Linked DNA regions of Oryctolagus cuniculus: region 2 is linked to region 1. The links are chromatin contacts, called in public Micro-C maps. All regions are on one chromosome and are shown on one strand. Each heading gives the region's core, a stretch centred on a gene start, on an enhancer-like site or on the middle of the called end of the contact. The rest is flanking DNA. Distances are from core to core; before and after follow the strand shown.

What was found. A called contact is a pair of places that touch in the nucleus more often than the background predicts.
Region 2: a Micro-C map of ear pinna shows a contact between it and region 1, with 4 times the contacts expected there. The contact joins the promoter of EIPR1 here to the promoter of RPS7 in region 1. A contact is called at or near these places in 3 of 6 Hi-C or Micro-C datasets (ear pinna, psoas muscle and an unstated tissue).

What each region holds. Positions count from the first base shown.
Region 1 is chr2:197,830,870-197,836,174 of mOryCun1.1, reverse strand. RPS7 (ribosomal protein S7) reads left to right here and starts at 1,720. Exons shown (of 7, transcript NM_001285834.1): 1 at 1,720-1,826; 2 at 2,025-2,107; 3 at 2,233-2,304; 4 at 2,701-2,844; 5 at 3,556-3,620. The coding sequence starts at 2,033.
Region 2 is chr2:197,994,733-197,999,727 of mOryCun1.1, reverse strand. EIPR1 (EARP complex and GARP complex interacting protein 1) reads right to left here and starts at 2,328. Exons shown (of 9, transcript XM_051833299.2): 1 at 391-2,328. The coding sequence starts at 432. TRAPPC12 (trafficking protein particle complex subunit 12) reads left to right here and starts at 4,235. Exons shown (of 12, transcript XM_008274555.4): 1 at 4,235-4,408.

The DNA.
Region 1 (5,305 bases), core at 471-2,970:
TTTGAAAGAGTTGCATAGAGCTTCCATCCCCTGGTTCACACCCCAGATGGCTGCAACAGCTGGGGCGGGACCAGGCTGAAGCCAGGAGCTTCTTCCAGGTCTCCCACCTGGGTAGGAGGGGCCCAAGCACTTGGGCCATTAGCAGAGAGCCAAATGGGAAGTGGGAGGGAGCAGTGGGGACACAAATTGCTGCCCATATGGGATGCCCTTGAGTGCAGGCTGCAGCTCTACCAACTATACCACGTTAGCTCTGGCTGCTATTTTTTAAAGTGACGTCATTCATCAAGGGGCTCAGAACGGGCACTCAGCTAAGATTACAGATGCAGCTATGCTTGTCTTCCTTTCTTGGACAAGCTTCAAGTTGACTTTAAAAAAAAAATTCCTGGCGCTGACACTGTGGCATAGCGGGTAAAACCGCCACCTGCCGTGCCAGCAGCCCATACGGGCACCAGTTCAAGTCCTGCTGCTCTAGTTCCAATCCAGCTCTTCCATGGCCTGGAAAAGCAGTGGAAGACGGCCCAGGTCCTGGGGCCCCTGCACCAGCGTGGGAGACCCGGAAGCTCCTGGCTTCCGGCTGGGGCAGCTCCAGCTGTTGCAGCTAACTGGGGAGTGAACCAGCGATGGAAGACCTCTCTCTCTGCCTCTCCTTCTCTCTCTGTAACTCTTTGAAATAATAAACCTTAAAATGCTTAAAATGACTTACTTAGGCGGTCATCTGCTGCCTTCCCAGGCACATCGGCAGGAAGCCGGACTCCAACCAAGCATTTGGCCATGGAAAGCGGGGGTCTCAAGTGGCTGCTTACCCGCTGCACCACAATGCCTGCCCCCACGTTTACTGTTAGGGGCCCTGCTCAGCTGCTTTCCTAGGTGCATTGGTGGGAAGCTGGACCAGAAGTGGAGCAGCCGGGACTAGAACTGGCGCCCATGTGGACTGCTGGCCCTGAAGGGGGAAGGCTTAGCCTTCTACACCAGAGCACCGGCCGTCGTGCAAACAGATCGTTCGGTACTGGTGTTCCCTCATCGAGACTCGGACGGACGCCCTGCTCCAGACTCCTGACTTCTTCAGGCGTCCTCCTGCCCTCCTTTCTCGTGACACCGAACCCTCCACGAGTGCAAGCGCCTCCTTACTCGGGGCACCTCGCTAGCACGCGCTAAGAGCCAATAACTAACAGAGTTTTTCAGGCCCTCACGTCAAGTGACTTCAAGCAACAAGATGGCGGCAGCTTCTCTCTCGTACTCATCTTTCTGGCTTCCGATCGCGGCCTCGGCGGACTACAATCGCTAGCGCCGCCACCCGGCCTCCTCCAATCCCTTCCCGCGGGGGCAGCGCGCCCACGGGGACGCCCGAGGGCGCAGGCGCTTCCCGAAGCTCCAGAACCGTCCCCCGCCTCCCGCCACAGCCATCAGGGCCGCCGAGGGCTCCCCGCCATCCGGGTTTCCAGAGGGCTCTCCCCAGCCTCATCCGGCCGGAACCGGGAGTCCGAGCCCCTCTCCTGGCTTCTGCGGGGACCAGGTTTAAACGTCCGGCGTCACAGGCTGTGAAGGCGCTCTCGGCCCGGGGTCTCCTGCAGCCCCAGGTTCAGGCCTGGAACCCAGACAGCACCTCTCGGGACACGCCCCAGGAGCCTCCGAGGGCGGAAGTGCGTCACCAACATATTGGTCCCTCGGGATCACTTCCTGGGACGCTCTAGGCTTCCCGCTGCGTCTCGGTGGCTCTTCCGGCTTCCGCTCCGCTGTCGCCTTGTTCCGGCCTCTTTCCTTCCGCCGCGGGGACTTGCCCCGCTCTCGCGAGATCTGGGCCTCTTCCTCAGCCGGCGCTCAACCAGGTAGGTGCGGGTGGCGTCCCGGGCCATGGGTTTCTGTCGGCATCGAGGGATATGTCTTCTGGGGTTGTTCCTAGAGCAGCGGATCCTGCTCACCGGCAGGGGATACGGCCGATTATGCGGTCGCTGCCCTCGGATGGCTCCTCCAGGGTCGAGGCGGGAGCTGGGCCGGGGCCGCTGACTCCTGGTTTCTGTCCCCAGGAGAAGCCATGTTCAGCTCGAGCGCCAAGATCGTGAAGCCCAACGGCGAAAAGCCGGATGAGTTCGAGTCGGGGATCTCCCAGGTGAGGGGTGTCGCTGGGCGCCGGGGCGTGCGGGCGCCGGGAGGGGCGGGCGCCCGCGTGTGCGCGGCGGGGGTCGTCGGGGGTCGTCGGGGTCGGGGTCGCCCACCGCCCTCTGTGCTCCGCAGGCGCTCCTGGAGCTGGAGATGAACTCGGACCTCAAGGCTCAACTAAGGGAGCTGAACATCACGGCCGCCAAGGTGGGTCCGGGTGTGCGGGGCGCGTCGCCGGGGCCACGTGCGTGGGGCCGCTGCGCCCTGGGCACCCTGGGCACCCTGGGTGCGGAGCTGGGGAGGCCGGAGAGGAGCCCGAAGGCCGCCCCCGTGGCCTGGAGTGGGTTTGCCGTAGAAAGCAGCGCGTCCTGCAGTTCTCGGGCGCGCAGTCCGTTGCCTCAGACGTGTGCTGCGCTTACAGCTCCCTGAGACGGACCTCTGCGAAGTTGTTTGTTTCGCGTTTGTAGTGCGGCTGGACAGCTGCAGAGGTCCTCGCAGCGCACAACCAGCCATCGAGTTGGGTTCAGAAAGATTGAAGATGGGTTTCTTGTGGTAGAATGCTGACCGTGGATGTGGATCTTAAGTGTGGGTTTTCTTATTTAGGAAATCGAAGTTGGCGGTGGCCGGAAAGCTATCATCATCTTTGTTCCCGTTCCTCAACTAAAATCCTTCCAGAAGATTCAAGTCCGGCTAGTTCGTGAGCTGGAGAAAAAGTTTAGCGGGAAGCACGTTGTCTTTATTGCTCAGGTAACCCGCCCTTGAATGTTTTGTAGAAGTCATCCCGTGTTTATGTTAGCCTGGTAGGTGGAGTAGTGAGATGAGTCCTGGGTCGCAGCATTTCAGAACCGCGCTGGGTGGGGGACGAGGACGTGGTTGCAGGCCGTGTGAGGCGATGGAGTGCTGTGCTTTTGTGCTGCTCGGTCTCTCCCTGTTTACAGTGATTAATCACTTCCATGGGTGGTCAGACCAGGAAATGGGAGGCTGTCGAGTGGAGATTTCTTTCCCTCTGTCTGATAGAATTACTCGTCGAGGCTCAAGGCTGCCCAGCTGAATCAGATGTAGGCTATGGGGTGGCAGGGGATGCTAAGGAAGTTTGTAGGAAAAACCGGCACATAGTCAGGAAAGTTCTGTTTGGTGCAACTGGTGTCTGGGGAACTCAGGCCAGGCCTGATCTAGATGAAGGAGCGTTCCCTGGGTCTGAGGCCCTCTCAGCACCTGTGTGGGTGTTAGGAACCTGGGAAGTGGTTTTTCCCAGCAGCATTTTAATATGGGCTGTGGATTCTGAAACCCTGAAGCATCAAGAATTAATGTCAGTACATTGTTTAGGTTGTTTCGCTGCCCTGACCTTTGGACTTAATTGTTACTCTTTGCTTTAAAGCAGTATATAACGGTTTTTAGCTTTGTGTCAACTTACCTATTTTTTTTGTATTCTGTTGCATGATAACTCTTACCCTACAGAGGAGGATTCTGCCTAAGCCAACTCGAAAAAGCCGTACGAAAAATAAGCAAAAGCGCCCTAGGAGGTGAGTGAACAGCATCAGAACTGTGGGTACCATTCCTGTGAACAACCCATGATTTGTGCCAGGTGTGGTTTGTCACGCAGGCCGCTCATGTGGGAGTTTTTAGGGCGCTCTGCTTGGTTCTCGTGTGTGTCGTGTCTGGAATACTTGGGCAGCCGCCTGTGTTCTTGTGGGCAGTCCTCAGTGGCTCAGTGCTGTCAGAACGGCGTACTCCAGTTCTTGGCAGAGGGTGGACGCTGAGGTCTGGTTTGTGCAGGTGCTAACGCATTCTACACTGAAGTGAGGTCTTCAAGAACTTCATGGAAAATGCTTGCTATGGAAAACTGCCCGAGTTTTGAAGTTATCTGGTGAAAAATAATTCCATTTTCCGTGAAGTTTTGAAGTGCTTGGATAGTTCACCTGAGCTGGGATGTGCTTTTGCTTCTTATTTTTACTGTAGGTTGGAGGTAAAAATAAGTTGGGTGGATGTTTCTGCTACTGACATTGCAGGTGAAAGTATCAGTGCAGTTGAAGATGCTGATAAAGTGATTTCTGAACTTAGCTTGGAATTCACCTGACATAAATGCGTGATTGCGTTCTTCCACTAGGCCGTTTGGTATTGTCACTGTCTCTGACTAGTATGCTTCACAGACTTGGATTATTGGGGTCCTGCATGCAGGTACTTCCCCTGAAGACTAGATTGGGAAAATGTGTGGCCTGTGTGGTCATCCCTAGCTATTGGTGAGAGAACTGACCCAGGGCTTGGAGAAGTGGCTCGTTACAGCTAATGATAGTAGTGCTAGGAGTTTATTTCTCAAGCTCAGTGTTCTGAAGACCTCGAAGTCTAGCATTGTGGCTGTTAGTGCAGGCAGGAGGGGAGTCATAGCTGAGGCTGGCAAAGCGGTGCCAGGGTTTCTTGACCTTGAATTAATGTGGCTTCCAGTTTGGACTTGGCATGTGCAGTTGGAGTGGTCTTAGTTGGAATTTTTTTTTTGGACGGAGTGGACAGAGAGAGAGACAGAGAAAGGTCTTCCTTTTTCCGTTGGTTCACCCTCCAATGGCCGCTGTGGCTGGCGCACTACGCTGATCCAAAGCCAGGAGCCAGGTGCTTATCCTGGTCTCCCATGTGGGTGCAGGGCCGAAGGCCTTGGGCCATCCTCCACTGCACTCCCGGGCCACGGCAGAGCTAGACTGGAAGAGGGGCAACCGGGACAGAATCCGGCACCCCTACCGGGACTAGAACCCGGTGTGCCGGCGCCGCAGGTGGAGGATTAGCCGAGTGAGCTGCAGTGCCGGCCTAGTTGGATTTTTGTTACTGTGATCCTTTGGTCATCTCAGTGCTGAGAACCGGAGTTAGGGATTGGGTGTAGACATGCATGGCACCCAGCTGAGGGACTGCTGCCCAAGGCTGTAACTTAACTTCCCCTTTAGCCCAAACCTGCGTTTCCCAAATCTTCTCAGGTAATGACTCCTGTGTTCCTAGTGGCAGTCTGTACACTTAAATGTTTCAACTTGAGACTTCATCTTCAGGGTGTTTGTTGTGAAGGTGGGACGTTATGTAGAAACTGTATATGGAACATTGAATTTGGATCTCTTCCTGTGCTGCCAGTGTGTGACCCAGTGCTGGCTTGCCATGCTGGGCGGGGCACCAGTGCAGCTTCCTGTGAGCCCCTGCCTGACCTGAGGGAAGCAGCTAGTGCTGCGCCAGG
Region 2 (4,995 bases), core at 1,079-3,578, 160 kb before region 1:
TGGCCGGGAAGCGGAGGCCCTGGTCACGGGAGCTGTGAAACAGGACCCTAACGGGGAAGCAGCAAACCGGAGGCCCGCCCGCCGCTGGGTCCGCGAGGCGCCACAGGCCGCGGCCGCCCTCCCGCGCGCAAGGTCCTCTCCACGGCGAACGCCTCCACGGACGCCGGGCTCAGCTCTGCCTCCGGCGGGGACGCGAGGGCGGAAGCACGGCTGAAGGCGCCGGCACACCGGCACGACCGGCCCGGCAAACGGGGAAGGGCTAGGAGATGCGGCGATCCTCGCAGGGTGGACAGGACGAAAACGCCAGAGAGCGGCAAGCCCACGCCGCCCAGAGACCTCGCGCGGTCAGCACCAGGCCGGCCGGTGCCAGCCGCCCTCCGAGTGGCCCACCTGGAACTCCAGTCCGTAGATGACCGGCGCGTCGTCCTCCATGCTGCAGGAAGGCGGCCCGACCCGGCCGCTCCCTCGCTCAGTCCCCTCTAGAGCCGGCGCGCCCCCACCTTGCGGCGGAGCTCGGGGCTCCCATTCATTCCTCCCCGCAGCAAAGGGCTGAGACCGGGCACACTTTCTGGCCCCCACCGGCACCCGTAGGGCTTACTTCCTGTTTTCTCAGTGCGTATTCGACGCGCTCCTCTTCAGCCAGCCAATGACAGCGGGGGCCAGGCTCTTGCGCATGCTCACTTGGGCTCCCATCCGGGCCTCTACTCTGAGAAGGGAGACCGGGGGGCGCGGCTTGGACGGGCTGCTTCCCGAGAAAGCGCTTCGAGTGTCCGGTGCAGGATCGCCCTGAGGAAGCTCGCTCGCGGAAGCTGGGACTTGCCGTCTGTCGTCACGGCTGCTGCTGTGCGCAGCATCTCGAGCTGGGCCACGCCTTAGGCGCCCCTGGGGCGCTTCCGGCTTGCCCTGAGGCGCTGCCCAGTGGAGTGGCCCGGGCCGAGCTGGTGCTGGGGCAGTCAGCCGGGGAGCGGCCGCCGCACCACCGCAGAACCACGGCCTCACTGCCTCGGAGACTCGGTGCCCAGAGGCCCTCAGGCCTGAGGACGGCTCCGGGGGAGATGTGCGCTCCCCGGGGCCTGCAGTGGCGTGCACGGGTCCAGAATGACTATCATTGCTGACCCCTTCACTGACCCGATTCTACCCGGGTCTCCAGGACCACCCCACTTTCTTCAGGTGTTGGAGACGAGTCGGCTTCTCCCTCCCCTCAGTTGATCTGTGTGACTTGTTGCTCACGTGTCCCAGCATCCTGCAGCGTGCCGGCAGAGTTAAGACGCCGTGAGCATTATGTTGAGACCTTGGAGTTTACATTGGAAGTCAAGGAAGCAGAGGCCCTGACTTGGGATTCCTACCTGCTCTCACATGTGGAGATTAACATGCGGCGCTAGAGAATGCAAGAGCTTCCTACCTCTGTGTGCAAGTCACGCACCAGTTATGACGGGCGTATCAGTGATATTGCAGGTTCGGTTCGTCATGACAATGAAGTGAATCACAAATATTTTGTGCTTCCTAATGTATATAAAAATTAGGTTTGCACTGTGTCAGTGTGCAATAGCATTGTATATTTTAAAAATACATGCTTAGGGGCCGGCGCTGTGGCTCAGCGGGTTAACGCCCTGGCCTGAAGCACCGGCATCCCATATAGACACCGGTTGGAGACCTGGCTGCTCCACTTCCGATCCATCTCTCTGCTGTGGCCTGGGAAAGCGGTAGAAGATGGCCCAAGTCCCTGGGCCCCTGCATGCACATGGGAGACCTGGAAGAAGCTCCTGGTTCCTGGCTCCTGGCTTCGGAACAGCGCAGTTCCGGCTGTTGTGACCAATTGGGGAGTGAACCATCGGATGGAAGACCTCTCTCTCTCTCTCTCTGCTTCTCCTTTCTCTGTGTAACTCTGACTTTCAAATAAATAAATAAATCTTTTTAAAAAAATACATGCTTTATTATAAAATGAGCTTTCAGCAAGCCATTATGTGTTTGCTGGCAGAGAGTCTTCATTATTGATGGATGCTTAAGTTCACCAGGATTGTGGCAAATCCTCAAAACAATGAAGTCTGCCACATCACTGGATAATTTCTGTTGCAAAATATTTTTCTGTCACATGTTGCTGTTTCATAGCGTTTTACCCGTGGAACTTATTCCCAAATTACAGTCTTCTCAAACACTGTTACTGCTTTATCAACGAAGTTTAGGTGGCATTCTAAATTTTGTGTTGTCATTTCAACGGTATTCACAGCATCCAAACTAGGAGCAGGTTCCTTCTCAAGAAACCATTTTCTTGCTCATCATAAGAGGGAATCACTCATTAGTTTTATTATGACATTACACAACTTAAACACATCTCCATATTCCATGTCTTAATTCTGTTTGCTATTTCCACTGTATCCACAATAATTTCCTCCAATGACATCTTGAATCTTCCAAAGTTATCTATGAAGGCTGAAATCAACTTCCTACAAACTTAATGTTGACATTTTGACTCCCCATGAGTCACAAATGTTAGTGGTGTTTAGAGTGGTGACTCCTTTCTAGAGGATTTAATTCACTTTGCCCAGATACCTCAGAGGAATTACTATCTGTGAAAGCTATAGCCTTGGAAATGTATTTCTAAAGTACAAAGACTTGAAAGTCAAAACTGCTTTTTGTTCCATATGCTGCAGAATGAATGTTATATTAACAGACATGAAAAAGTATCAGTCTCAGGTTTGTATATCCCCATCAGAGATCTTGGATGACCATGGGCATTGTCAACAAGCAGGAATATTTTGAGAAACATCTTTCATTCTGAGCAACAGTGGGATGGAAATATTCAGTAAACCATATTGTAAACAGGTGTGCTGTCATCCAACTTTGTTATTTTATAGGCCACAAGGGGGTAGATGTACAATTCCTAGGAGTCCTGTGGTTTTCAGAAGGGTAAGTGAGCGTTGGCTTCAGCTTAAATAAACAGGTGTATGAGCTCCTCTTCCAAGCCAGACAGTGGAGATCTCCTGTGTAGCTAGAAGTCCTATATGGCATCATCTAAAAGAAGACTCTTCCGTCTGCACTGAATATCAGTTTTTCAGTGTCCCCACCCTCATCAATTATCTTAGCCAGATCTTTTGGATACCTTGTTTCAGCTTCTACATCAACCCTTGAGTCACTTGCTACTTGGAGGTGGCCTCTGCCACTGTCATGAACCACCCTCTGCTTCCTTCAGGATTTTCTACTGCAGCTTCTTGTCTCTTGGCCTTTGTAGAAGTGGAGAGAGTAAGGGCCTCACTCTAGCTTAGACTGATGTAAGGGAATGTTGCAGCAGGTTTGATCTTCTATTTGTACACTAAAACTTTGTCCATATCAGAAACAAGGACTGTTTTGGATTTCTTATCGCTCATGTGTACATCAGTATACAATGTAGCTCTTCTGACTTCCTTCAAGAACTTGTTTTTGTATTCACAGCTTGGTAAACTGGCCCAAAAGGCCTAATTTTGGACCAGCTTAACTTTCAAAATGCTTTACTCATTAGAAGCATTTCTAGCTTTTGATTTAAAATGAGATAGGCCACTCTTCCTTTCACATGAACACATACAGGCAATGTAGGGATATTAATTGACCTATTTTCAACATTGTTGTGTCAGAAAATAGGGAGACATAAGGACAGAGAAAGAGATAAGCAAACAGCCAATAAGTTGACCAGTCAGAACACACACATTTGCTGGTTAAATTTGCAGTGTTATATGGGTACTGTTTATGATGCCGCAAAACAATTGCAATAGTCACATCACCTATCACTGGTAACAGATCACCATAGCATACAATAGTAGTGGAAGAATTTTAGAGATTGTAAGGAATTACCCAAATGTAACTCAGAAATGAGCAAATGCTATGGAAAAATAGAACCAATAGAGTTTATTTAAGGTTGCCACAAACCTTTAATTTGTTTTAAAAAATGCAGTGTCTAAGCACAATGAATTATGCATGTATGGTATACTACCATGTTTACCGTCAGTGTTTTACAATACTACATTTGAAGGGTGGGAAAGGTAGAAAACAGGTTAATCACAACCACAAATTCCTAGAAATCAGTATTTGCAGCGTTTGCTGGCCAGTAGAAACGGCTTCGGCGCCTCTCTTCCACCTGCTTCTTCCGCCTCTGCGTGCCCCTCAGGGCAGGGCAGGTGATTTCTCCACCCACCCGCTCCTGGCCGCCCCTCCCACAAGCACCTTGTACTACAGGCCCCGCCCACCACAGAGGAACCGGAAACACGGCGCTTCCGGCTGAGGTCAAGGGGCGCCCGCTACCTCACTGGGCAGGAGAGGAAGTGGGTTGGCGGAGCACGGGCACGCGCAGGCGCACAAGCCGCGCGGCGATGCCCGGAGTGCCTTCCCTGCTTCCGGGCTTCCGTCCCTTTCTGCCCGGACTCTGACCGCCCCGCAGGTGATCGCTCCGCAGAGCCCAGCGGGCGGGTGGCAGGGGAGGGGATCTGCTCGGGTCTCAGGCCGCTTCCCAGAGGGAGCGGGGCGTCTGCGTGCGGGGTCACCCGTGCCCCGTCGGGGCTGCAGCCCGCTGCCCCAGCGCCTGGTCTCCTCAGAAGGGGTCGGGTCCATGGGTGGAGGAAGTCGCGCGTCCGCCTTGGGGCACCCCCGGCCGTCCCTGCTGCGTCCGCGCTCCTGTGCTCGCTCTCCACGTCCTCGGAAGGGCTGGTCATTGCTTCCTCCCGCGGCCTCCGACGGCCGGTGTCACCCCAGCGTGTGCCGCAGCCGGCCCCGGCGTCCCCACTTGGCAGCCACGCAGCCTCCCCAGCCGCGTCGCAGGGTTGGGGATCAGGTGCATTCGTGGTTCCGGTCAGGGAGGGGGCTGCTGCTGTCACCACGAACATGGCCTTGTTTCCTGCCGTTGAACTTTTGGCATGCCGGGCTGTCTCAGCTTCCCACAGTTGAGCACACACTGTCCTAAACTCGGTGAGAGGGAGGTAAAGAGATGGTTATGTGTTGGAGTGTCTTGGAAAAATGTCAAGGAAAAGA